Regions from separate parts of the Sus scrofa genome. Here region 1 is linked to region 2. Evidence: chromatin contacts called from public Hi-C data. All regions are on one chromosome and are shown on one strand. Each heading gives the region's core, a stretch centred on a gene start, on an enhancer-like site or on the middle of the called end of the contact. The rest is flanking DNA. Distances are from core to core; before and after follow the strand shown. Region 1 has its middle 75 kb from the start of EHBP1. Region 2 holds the start of EHBP1 (EH domain-binding protein 1).

Region 1 (6,173 bases), core at 1,620-4,119, 75 kb before region 2:
AGACCTGGCTCAGATCCCGAGTTGCTATGGCTGTGGCTCTGGCGTAGGCCGGTGGCTACAGCTTCAATTAGACCCCTAGCCTGGGAACCTCCATATGTGCCAGGAGCGGCCCCAGAAAAGGCAAAAAGACAAAACAAACAAACAACCAACAACAGCAACAACAAAGGGGTTGTTCTTAAGAAAGCTGTTTCTTCTCCGAGTTTGAGGAGATGTGAAGTATAGTCCTGGTGGCCTCCAGAAGAGTAGCAGAAGCATAAGGTTGATTTTGATTTCATGAGCTCTGAAGCCAATATATCTGGATATGATGAAAACAACCGTAAGCCCTGATTGATGATTGCAGCTGGCAAAGAATATTGAAAAGAGGAAAGTTGAAAAAAAGAGTAAGTAGGAATGAAAATCAGAAAAAAAGTTTCAGAGATATTATCCCAAAGACGTCTTGTGGTTTTACCTTCATAAAGCCCAAGTTTCTTCATTGTATGACCATTTCTTAAAAACCTGCCAGATTTTCTGTTTCTACCTCTTTTAATCATAGTGATTTCATTAGAATGAACAAAGCAGATTTGACATTTTTTGAAACACACATACACACACACTTTCCCTGTCATGCCGATGACTACATTGGGTTTGTTTTTCTTTTGTTTTGTTTTGTTTTACCAAATAGGAAAGGACACAGTGTCAAAGAATTCCTATTTCTATTTGAATTCCTAAAGGCCCAAACATTCTAAACGTCACTCACCCCAGTTATAACCCTGAAGGCAATGATTCAGCTCTGACTCAGATGGTATACAAAATATCTGATTGTTCTTCCCTCTCTGCCTGTGTTATGTGCAGGAACACCTTATATGTTAGAATCATAAGTTCTTTGAGTTCAGGAACTAGATCATAAATTATATATCATATCTGAGCAATGCCAAGCTTAAATATTTACTAGTGTGATTTTTATCTACTACCTATCACAGAGACATAAATGTTCCCAACCCCTAATCTTCTGTAAGCAAATCATTCTTCTACCTTGCCCATTAAACCCAGTGTCCTCTTTAAAGAAAGTGTGCTTTGCATAATATTTGGCTTATGGTCTAGCTCACTAGAATGTAAGTTCCATGAGAACACAAGTATTGTCTGTTTTGTTCAACTATGGTATCTCCGGAGCCTACAGCAATGCCTAGTACTTATTAAATATTAAGTGCTGAGTAAGTGAATGGATAAATGACTGAATTACCAAGCCACTGGTTATGGCTTTAAAGTCTTTTGTAAATATTATCCTGAATATCTTATATATACATGTGGCTCTTCAGTGATCTTCTCTCCCCTTCCACCCCTCCCTGCCAACTCATCAGAAAAACTAAGTAACCACTGGGCCATGCATAAGGATCCATTCAGTTTTCAATGAACAGAAAGTGAAAATGCTTTGCTTTTACAAAAACTTATGTGGGGAACTTGCATTTCAAAAAAGATGTTTGTAATACCAAAGTTTTTTTTGTTTGTTTTATTAAATCCAGATTGTTGGGTGGAGTCCCTTAGCTAAAAGTCACTCTCAAGCAAAATGATTTGCTTGTTATTTTCGCAAAGAATTTACAGGAAGCAATTTGTAAAGGTTGCCATCAGGCTGAAGTCATTGTTGGCACTAGGAATCGGTGTGTCATCAACCTCAGAGCAGTCATTTAACCTGGGTCTGCTCAGAGAAATCTCCATAATGCAAGGAAAATTGAATTCTGTTGCCTCAGATTACAATCATGTTTGATATTATTCCAATTTGATCATGGAGTTTAAAATATTTGACATATCAGTTTCTCTCATCCTGCTGCTATGTAGAAATATCCATTTTACATGTGCTTAACACTGGTCCTATCATTACGAGCTATTTCACAATTTTTTTTTTTAAATCTTCTCTCCTATTGGAATGGATTACGAGGAAACAAGCACTTTAGGATCCAATAGCTAAGAATTTTGTAGTTTTGACCTTGAATAAAAGAATGGACCTTGAAATTTTTTTTTTTTTTTAATCTGTTCTCCTCTCCTCATTGTACTTACCAAGTTGCTATAGGCATAGCCAGGAAATGACTGATTTGCCAGGGCATCCTAGCCCATTCTAGCCAATAACCTTTCTGCTGATCAAGTAATAATAGTAGCAACAATGACAAATTCTACTCATTTTGAAGGATCTATCCTCCAATCTAGGTGACAAGTAGGAAAATTGTTCTAGATAGGCCTATGGGGATATCATTATAGCAGAGAAACACTGGATCCAGGCATGCAGTGAAGATGGACATTTCTGTGCTTCCAACTTAATGTGTTTATTTTCATCACCCTGGGAAAACAGGGCTAAAAAGATGAAAACACATATAGTCATATTCTTAGAAAACATTAGATCAGTTCCCTATGTTTCTAACACCAAACTGGAAAACTAGATGTTGACAGAACCAAAATGATTATTTTGGGGCCTTATCCAAATGATGCCCGATTCACTTACTGATTCAGCAAAAATGTATTGGATGCTGTGAGCTATCAGCACAAAGTAGACTAAAAATAATGCAGAAACATCTTGCCACCTAGACTCCCCAGCTACTAAGTGATTTTGAATGAATATATCTTACTATACATTGCAAACAATCATATATTGATGTTAAAATCCCTCTTGTCAGAGAATTGTCTCAGATGAAAGATGCAGCAGCCAAGTCTAAGTGGTTAAAGATGCTTCACTCCATTGAGTAATTATCCTAGAAAAAGACTGACAAGAAATATGTGGTCCTCCGTCTCTCTCCTCCCTAAACACAATCATGCCCTTTGTTTAGCAGCTGAATCTGCTTGTTTATAAGCTCTGTCATTCAGCACCCTGATCTCTGGGCCTCCCAGGTTGAACAAGATTTCTTGATTGAGTCAAGCCATTCATTTGCTAACTGACCCTAGCCAGTGTGGCCTCTTGGCTGCCCTCACCCGCCAACATCTGATGCTTATAGTGTGACATGATTTGGTCTGATAGCAGTTCTGGAGCCCACCTGTTGTTCCCATCATTTGCCCATTCCTCAGCTGATTGGCCTCCTATGTGGGGTTCTTTTGCATCGGGGCCAAAGAAATTAATTTTCATTCATCATTCTTAGTTGCAGCTAGCTAATTGGACTCTAGGGTCACTACTTTGTCTTACGTAATTAATCAAATTCTACTTACTTAATTATTGCGATAGTCATTCAACAAATATCTAGTGAACATTTACAGTGTGTCCAGCCCCGTGCAAGGTGCAAAGGATAAACAGGCCTCACAAGTTCTAGTAGACCAAAAAATTAATGCATTTCTCTAATTTCTATCTAGTTTTCCTATTTTAAAGTTGAATAAATGGGTTTTTAAATTTAAGTATGAAACTATGATCCCTTCCTTTGTAATTTCTTCTATTGCTTCCAACTCAAAAAACATTCATCTTCTAGCAATCCAACATTAACTCAGGCTTTTTTATTTGCTTATTTTTGAGTGTAAAGATATTTAGTTACCTAAGACTTCTGGTATTTATTTGGGGGGGGGGTGATATGAAATATTTGACCTAAAATAATTCAAGTTTCTAGTGAATGATTTCTACAAGTATGTATTTTAAAATCTTCTCTATTGTTTTTGCATTGTGCTTGGTCAGTTTTTAATCCTTATAACAGAGCCTATTTCTGAGGTATCTCTTCTGTTTCACTTGACATATTTGTATTTTGTTTTCTCATTGTCTTGTCTTTTTTTTAGAATATTTTTGCTACCCTCACTTCTTCACATTTCTAAATAAATACTATGACATTCCTTTTAAATCCTAAAAAAATTCCGTGTTAATTTTGATTGGAATTGCCTTACATTTAAAAAGAACATATTAAGAAAGGACATCTTTAGGATATTTTATTATTCCCATATGTTATTGCCCAGTACATTTTATTATGTTTGTGTTGCCAAACACTTATTAAATCTACTCTTTTTTATATATATTTTATTGCTTTTGTAAATTGGATCTCTTTTTTAAAATTAGGTTTTCCTAGTTAGTAATTCTTTGTGTTAAGATTCTTAATAGTTTTTCTATATTTTATATTTTATCTGGCCATTTATTATTGTAGTAAGTCTAAAAATTTTAGCCAATTCCTTGGGTATGTTGTTAGAAACATAATCATTTGTCTTCAAATAGTGATTTTTGTTTGTTTCTTCCACTATTTATTTCTCTTGGGTAAGTTTACCTCTCTTCTTACATTGCCCTAAACTCCCAAAGCAATATTAAATCAAAATGGTGAGAGAGGGCACATTTCTAGTAATATTGTCTTAAATACTTCTCCTCTTACCTTAAGCTAATCAGCAACACTGCACGGGGGAAGAAGAAGGGCAGAAAGTTTGGGATCAAACATTACTGTGTGGAAAACTTGGCCTTTTTTTTTTTAATAACTATGACTGACTTATGCTTCTTGGTCTTTCAGCTAAGCTCTAGTATGAGATTGCAATGCTATTGTAAAATTGAATCAGGAAATAAAAATATGATGTTTGTCAGGAGTTGAAGCTATAGTCTAACACCTTGGGTTGACATTGCTGTAACTATCAAAATTATAGTTTGAATGTCAGGTTTGCTCCAAAAATAGTATTTTATGCTTATTTAAAAGGTTATATAGCTACTAAGAAATAAACTATAATTTTGAATAATAATATCACAAATATTCATTCTTTCCAGTGTGCTACATAATTGCATAAGAGAAACTGAGTTTCTCCATAGAAACAATGATGTAATAAATCCAGAGCTGAATTTAAAACTAAGGGTCAAATACCTAAATTTTCCTGGCAAGACTACAAACACCACATTAGATAAAATATAAATGTTATATAATATAAAGCTTTGTTGAGTTTATAAACTAACTTATTAATTTGCTGACTAGGGCAAAACAGTTACCCATCATGTGACTATATAAAAAAAATCATCATGTTCTGTAACCATTTCTTGGTCATTTCTTCCTATTTCATTTTAATTTTTTAAAAATTAAAGTAAAATTGGTATGTAACTTTATATGTTTCAGGTATACAACATTATAATTTCACATCTGTATGTACCACAAAGTAATCATCACCAAAGGTCTAGTTGCCATCCTTCACCAGACTGTTGACCCTCTTTGCCTATCTTGCCCATCCCTCAACCCCTTAACGTCCAATAACCACCAATCTCTTCTCTTTATTTTTGAGTTTGTTTTGTTTGTTCATTTGTTGTTGTTGTTTTTAAACTTTTTTTTCTTTCTTCTGCTTTTTAGGGCTGCACTCACAGCATATGTAGGTTCCCAGGCTAGGGGTCTAATCGGAGCTACAGCTCCCGGCCTATGCCACAGCCACAGCAACACCAGATCCGAGCTGTGTCTGCGACCTACACCACAGCTCACGGCAACACTGGATCCTTAACCCACTGAGCAAGGCCAGAGATTGAACCCACAACCTCATGGTTCCTAGTTGGATTCGTTTCCACTGCACCACAATGGGAACTCCCTGTTTATTTGTTTTGATTCCACATAAAAGTGAAATCATAAAAGGAGTTCCCTGGTGGTGCAGTGGGTTAAGAATCCAGCCACTTCTATAGCTCAGGTCATAGCTGTGGCTTGGGTTTGATTCCTGGCCTAGGAACTTCCATGTGCTGTGGGAAAAGCCCCCCCCCCCCGCCTCAAAAAAGTGAAATTATACAGTATTTGTCTTTCTTTGTCTGACTTACTTCCCTTAACATATTATATTCAAGGTTGGATACCCATGTTGCAAATGGCAAGATCTCATTCTTTTTTATGACTGAGTAGTAGTCCATGTCTATAATTACACCATACCTTCTTTATCCATTAATCCATCAATAGGCACTTAGGTTGCTTCTATAGCTTGGCTACTGTAAATAATGCTCCAATGAACATAGGGGTGCATATGTCTTTTCGAATTAGAGGTTTTGTATTCTTTTGAAAAATACTCAGAATTGGAATAGCTGGATCATATGGCAGTTCTAGTCTTAGCTTTTCAAGGAATCTTCATACTGTTTTCCATAGTGGCCTATGCCACAGCCACAGCACCTCCAGATCTGAGCTGCATCTGCAACCTACACTGCAGCTCACAGCAAGGCCAGATCCTTAACCCACTGAGCAGAGCCAGGGATGGAGCCCATGTTCTCACAGATACTAGTTGGGTTCTTAACCCTCTGAGCCACAATGAGA
Region 2 (6,366 bases), core at 1,302-3,801:
GGAAAACCCTGGCTGCATGCTGTATCTGGTTACTTGGAATTTATTCCAATTACTGAAAACACAGAAAAAAAGAAGCAGAGGTCAGTCTACTCTTTTGAAATCATCGAAAGGCTTTTAACATTTAAGGGGAAATGACCAATAAACCTTGGTCAAGAACTCTACTGATTTTATAGGAAATAAATTTATTAAAATTAGCAAAGACTTTCTCATAAAGGGCTTGTAATTCCAACTCAATCCTTTTCTGCAATAATCCCAGTAATGGTCAATTTATTGACAATGTGTAAATTATCTCTGATTAATTTCATTTACCTTGGTATGTACAGCATTTGTAGGCTGGGGCTTTACCATCATGAAATTATCTTGAGTAATCTGAAGGGCCAGACTGAGAGGATGGTATAGACTAGCAGAGGTACTCTGGAGTCAGAGGTGATATTTATCTGGGCCACAATAGGATAGCTGAGCTGATGGTTTATGGCTCCACTCTAGCTGATTGATGTCTGTGCTGTGTTGCTAAAGTTTTGAGTATCCGCATTTTTAACATCATCTTCATGTCTATTCTTAAATTTCTCAGCCTTCTAATCATCCATGTGTTGCTTTCAATTAACAAGAGTCAGGCCTTTTGAATTACCAGTGGATGGCATCTGTAGACTTGTTTCTGTCCCTATTTGAATTTCAAGGTGGTCAAGGATGCTCCTGTCTCTCCACCAAACAGGCCCAGGTTGGCCTTTCCTAGTTGTTGTGGGGCTGGACAAAATTGGGTATTTAGAATATGACCTACAGTTAGTGCCAGCTCAGGTTCCATGTGCAAAAATTCCTTATGACAAGTAAAGATTCATTCATTCATGGGTAACTGGAACATAAATAATTTCACAAGAGGATATTCTGCTTTTAGTTGAAAGACAGGTTTTTTTTTTTTTTCTTTTCACTTTTTAGGGCCACACCCATGTCACCTGGAGGTTCCCCGGCTAGGGGTCAGCCACAGCCACAGCCACGTGGGATCCAAACCGCATCTGCAACCTGCACCACAGCTCACGGCAACGCAGGGTCCTTAACCCACTGAGCAAGGCCAGGGATCGAACCTGCGTCCTTATGGATGCTAGTCAGATTCGTTAACCACTGAGGCACAGAGGGAACTCTGAAAGACAGTTTTCTGATGCAGCTTTTCTGAGCTTTCATGTCAATCAAAGAACTTGGTACTATAATGACAGATTAAAAAAAGGGCTGCCTTTTAGGAGAATAAACACAGGTTTCTAAGTTTGTTTGTTTGTTTTGAATTATTACTTTCACTTATATAGGAGGTACAGATCTCAATCTAAAAAAATTCAGGCTTGCAAGAAACATAATTTCATTTTTCCATAACTCAGCCTGATTTCTACAAGCTCCAATTTCACAAAGAGCGGCAGACACTTAATCATAGTCAATGTTGGCAGGAAATGCATCTAAATTGAGAAGACTTTTGTATGATTACTTTGTCAGAGGAAAGGGATGGGACATTTGATCTTTTCTCCTCCTCTACCATGCTGAGTCCCCTCAGATTTCCAATTTGTATGCTTCCTCATTGGCAGCTAGCACCCCAGATGGTTGCTGGGTTGATCTTGATCTGCCAGCAGGGTCCCTGGAGGCCTGGTGCCTTCTGCTGCCTCTGTACCCTTTTAGGTGCCTGGGGATCATCATATTGGGCTTCTAGAACCTCCACGTTACTATGGAATGTTGCACTGTCCATTCTGGTAGCTACCATATGCAGCTATTTAAATTTAAATTAATTAAAACTAAAGAATGTTAAAACTCCACTTCCTCATTTATGCTAGCCACCTTTCAAGTGCTCCATAGCCGCAGTGGCTAGAGGCCGCTGAGTTGGACAGCTATGTACAGAACATTTTGTTCATTCATCACAGAAAGTTGTATTGAATTGTGCTGCTCTGAGGTCTTGGCTAAACTAGACATATGGCCCAGGTTTTTCTTCTCTTTATGGTCTTGCCACCTCCCCAGGGCTCTAACAAGGAAAAATGATCTCTCTCAGCTCTCAGATCCCATAGATAGATTCCGCCATTTCAGTTGCCCTTCTCCAAGGCTTCTGCCAGAATCCAGTGAGAATGAGGGCAGTGAGTCCTGTTCTCTGGGGTTCACTAGAACCCAGCCTCTCATTACTTTTCACAAAGCTTCTTCTTCCCCTTCCAGTCCAGGAAATCCATTTCTCATCTCTGTGAAAGGAAGTCTTACCATTGTCTCTACCAGCACTGTCCAACAGGAAAATAAAGCAAGCCACATGTATAATTAAAATTTTCCAGGAGCCACATAAAAAAGTAAAGTACTGGCTGAAATTAATTTTTAATGTCTTTTTCTGGATCTAATAGATCTAAAATATTATTATTTCAACAGGTAATCAATATACAACTTTTTAATAAGATATATTTCCTTCATTTTTGCATACTGTCTTTGAAATTGGTATATATTTTATACCTACAACACATCTCAATTTGAACTAGCCACATGTCAAGTGTTCAGTAGTCACATGTGGCTAGAGGTTAGGATTGAACAGTACAAGCCTTTAACTGGATCCATTTCATTACTCCCTAAAGGACTAGGGTTTTGAAACTCAAAAACAAGGAAAAGTCCCTGCTTCTCTGCATTCTGTTCTACCGCTTTCCTGAAACAATGATCAAAGAGCAGCCTAACTGAGGGTGAGTGTGATGCTGAGGGTATCTTTGGGTGGGGTATAGGAGAAGAAAAGCCATAGGATAAAAAGAAGTAGCTGGGAAAAAACTACTACAAAAACCTCAATTAATATTTCAAAAGTATTAGCCTGCCGCAGTAAGTTTTTTAAGGATATAAACATTGCTGTGGGATTATCAGAGTAAAATTTGTTTGCTATGGATTTAAAAAAATAATTTCATTAGCAGTTAAAAATTGCAGTAATATTGTTGTGTATTGTATAGCTGCTATGGTAACTGGAAAACACAATACAAAAACCTGGTACTATTGTTGCAAGTAAATCTTATTATTATGACTAAGGCACAGATAAATTCTATTAGTAGTTAAATTCTGCAATAATACCTCTGACAATTATTACTGCAAAAACTGAAAAACCCAAGGACAAGAATTTTATTATTAGGAATGATAATAATTCAAGCCTGTGGTTGCCTTTCAGAGAGTAGAATCTCCATTTGGGGTGTTTCTGAAACAGTGACTAGCAAAGCTGCTTTATTGAAAATAATTTCTATCATTTCAAAGCTGTCACAACAGAGAAGATTTGAAGTTTTGGGGTGGCATTTTCCACTTATTTTTTTGTATTGTATCTTTACTGTAAGCCTGATGATATTTAAAGGCAAAATAGAAATCACTCTAAGTGTTGAATCTTCTGTTAAGTAAAAAATCTTTTGTAGTCAACACCTGGGTCAAATGGACCGGACAATTAAAGTAATTTGCATCCACAGGTCTCTCACATGCAGATTAAGCCTGGGTTGATAAATCAAGACAGCAGTAAACAGAGGATTAAAAAAGGGCAGAAGCATAGTGGGCAATTCCCCCTTGGAAGAAGGCAGGTAGTTAGGGGGAATGGAACCTTAAGAAGGTAACTTCTAGAATGCCATCTCTAAGGATATGTAGCATGGAAGGTGGTTGCAGGATTGAAGATAAGTGAATTCTTAGTAATGATTTTTTTAGCCTTTGTAAATTATTGCTGTTCCACTCTTGGTAATCACTGAGTTAATGGGAGACAATGTTAAAACAATTTGTTTTGAAATCCATTATTCCTTGAAGTAGGGATGTTTGGTAGCAATTAAATATTGCCCAAGTATTGTCGAAGTTCTATTTTTTGACCGTTTATTATTTGTTATCTTTTTATTGTATTTCCTACCAAACACAATGGTGTACATTATTAATAACCATTTATTAACTGTTTACTATGTGTCAGGCACTTCACATACTACTTTACATATGTATCTTCCATCTTCTCAACATCCCAGAAAAGTAAGCATGATTATTCGTTTGACAGAATATGAAGCTGGGACTCAGAGAGGTTAAGAAATCTGTTAGTTTCTTTCATGTATGCTGAACATCTGTTTCTAAAAACTCTCTGAGAACGGGGACTGTTATCTTTTTTTTTTTTTTTTTTTGTCTTTTGTCTTTTTGTCTGTTGTTGTTGTTGCTATTTCTTGGGCCGCTCCCGCGGCATATGGAGGTTCCCAGGCTAGGGGTCGAATTGGAGCTGTAGCCACCGGCCTACGCCAGAGCCACAGCAACGCGGGATCCGAGCCGCGTCTGCAACCTACACCACAGCTCACGGCAACGCCGGATCGTTAACCCACTGAGCAAGGGCAGGGACCGAACCCGCAACCTCATGGTTCCTAGTCGGATTCGTTAACCATTGCGCCACGACGGGAACTCCGGGGACTGTTATCTTTTACGCACAATTAATAGCATTTAATACGACCAATGCTCAGTTGGTGTTCAGTATCAGCTAAGTGGACCAAAAAATCTTGAACTATTCTGTATTTAAGGTTCTCCAATAAATTTATTTAGCAGACAGTTTATTTTAAAAAAAAGTTATGAGGGAAGAAGCGGCTGCTCTATATTGGACATCTAGGAGCCTGTGAACTTGAGCTCAGCAACAGGACAATGTCAAGGTCTGCTTTTAATTCCTTCGTTTCTAAACTTGATTTCTTCTTAGCTACCTTTGCAGCTAGGATGAACAAGAAGCATTTACATCCAAGAAAAATCCCCTAAAATGAATAACTGTCTTATAAGAAACTCTTTGCCAGTCTCTTGAAATTTTTCACAACTTGAGAAAGCTTCCCTGTAAACCTATACACTTCTTTTTTTCAAGGAAGGGAAAGAGTATTAAAAGAAACCAGGATAGATGTTCTCCTGTGGTGCAAAGGGTTAAGTATCCAGTGTTTTCACTGCAGCAGTCATCTGGGTTGCTCCTGTGGTGCAGGTTCTATCCCTGGCGGGGAACTTCCACATGTCACAGGTGTGGCAGCACACACACACACACACACACCCCAAACAAGATAACCACATGAGAAAGTTTGAGAACTTCTGAAGAACAATAATACTAGAAAGGATGCAAAGTCCTCCTAATTATCATGTGGGTTGTTCCTGAATGGCAAATTAGATTAAAATAGTTATGACCATTTCTATAAATTAGCCACTAAAGAAACCCTCATACACTTAAAATCTTTTAATGATGCAGAATATATCACTATATGAGATCATAATAGCTATAGGTTGTAGTGACTTAGTAAACTACTCAGGAAGGGCACCAGAGAACTCTTTGATTCCACAAAATAAGAATCAATATATTATGGTTATTTTAATATTTAAAAATTAAGACTATAGTAAAATAAGTGATATCTATGCCCATTTCTGTAAAATGTACATTGTGTTCTTGTGGTATTATTAGATCACTTTATTGCAAATGGAAATAGAATTAGATACTAGATTCAAGCCTTCTATATCTTCCCATCTCTCCTGATTATTCGGTATCTCTCCTTTTCTTGCCGCCCCATGTCTTCAGATGAGCTCAAGTTCTCCCCATCACTGCCCTCCTTCCAGTCCTTCCAAGAATACTGCCCTAGATCCTAACACCTTTCAAGCTACTTTGTCCATACTCCCTACTCTCTATCCTTAGTAAGATTATAAATGACCTTTGTTTCCAGGATCCAGCTTGCTTATTTTCTTTTCATATTTTAGCTTCCCTTTCTTTTTTCAAACTATTGCCCATTGCTTGTAGGGTGCTGCTACTTTTCTGACCATTCCCTCCTCAGTCTCTTTCTCGTTAACCTGGCTTCTTCCTCAAATGTTGGGATTCCTGCCAGATTTCATTCTTTGTCCTCTTTACACCAGAGGTCTGTGAACAACCTAAAATTGAAAGCAAATTTTTGTGTTTTATGACAGGACACATTTCCCTCCTTGGGAAAGTATCTATAGCTTTTATCATATTCTCAAAAGGGTCCTTGACTCTTTTAACAAGGTTAAGCGCCCCTGTCCTCACACCCTCCTTAGGTTATTCTCTTCTTTGCCTATACCAACCACTCCCAACTCCATCTACAGTCAGCTTATTGAATCCATTGAGGACCAGTTGACTGAATGTTGGGGACGGAGAGGTGGGGGGGTGGGGGCGTCTGGCCGGCTCATTACAATTAGAGGAAAAAACCCAGGAGGTGAAAACGGGGCTGTGAGAGGAAACACCCTAGTAGCGAGCGGCGGAGAGAACTGTAGAGAACACCACCGTAACCGCACTGCCCACAGCTGCAGTGAAGGCAGTCCTGCCCTCGGCTCTCGTACTTAAACCAGAAACCCCGCCCTTCACCCGGCACGCCTTTGACCGACATCCACCTTCAGCAACCACCTTCTAGCTCACTA

The links. Hi-C and Micro-C count contacts between places; a contact is called where the count stands out from the background.
Region 1: a Hi-C map of mesenteric adipose tissue shows a contact between it and region 2, with 1.5 times the contacts expected there. The contact joins the enhancer-like site here to the promoter of EHBP1 in region 2. A contact is called at or near these places in 5 of 47 Hi-C or Micro-C datasets (embryonic fibroblasts, fibroblasts, mesenteric adipose tissue and 1 more).

What each region holds. Positions count from the first base shown.
Region 1 is chr3:79,333,912-79,340,084 of Sscrofa11.1, reverse strand. No RefSeq gene overlaps it. Among named protein-coding and RNA genes, the nearest start is that of EHBP1, 75 kb to the right of the region's middle. Within about 2 kb of position 2,869, at least 15 of the 83 cell types and tissues checked have an H3K27ac peak or open chromatin away from gene starts, as enhancers often do. A contact at or near this core is called in mesenteric adipose tissue and subcutaneous adipose tissue, where this site is marked.
Region 2 is chr3:79,258,075-79,264,440 of Sscrofa11.1, reverse strand. EHBP1 (EH domain-binding protein 1) reads left to right here and starts at 2,551. Exons shown (of 25, transcript XM_021087470.1): 1 at 2,551-2,681.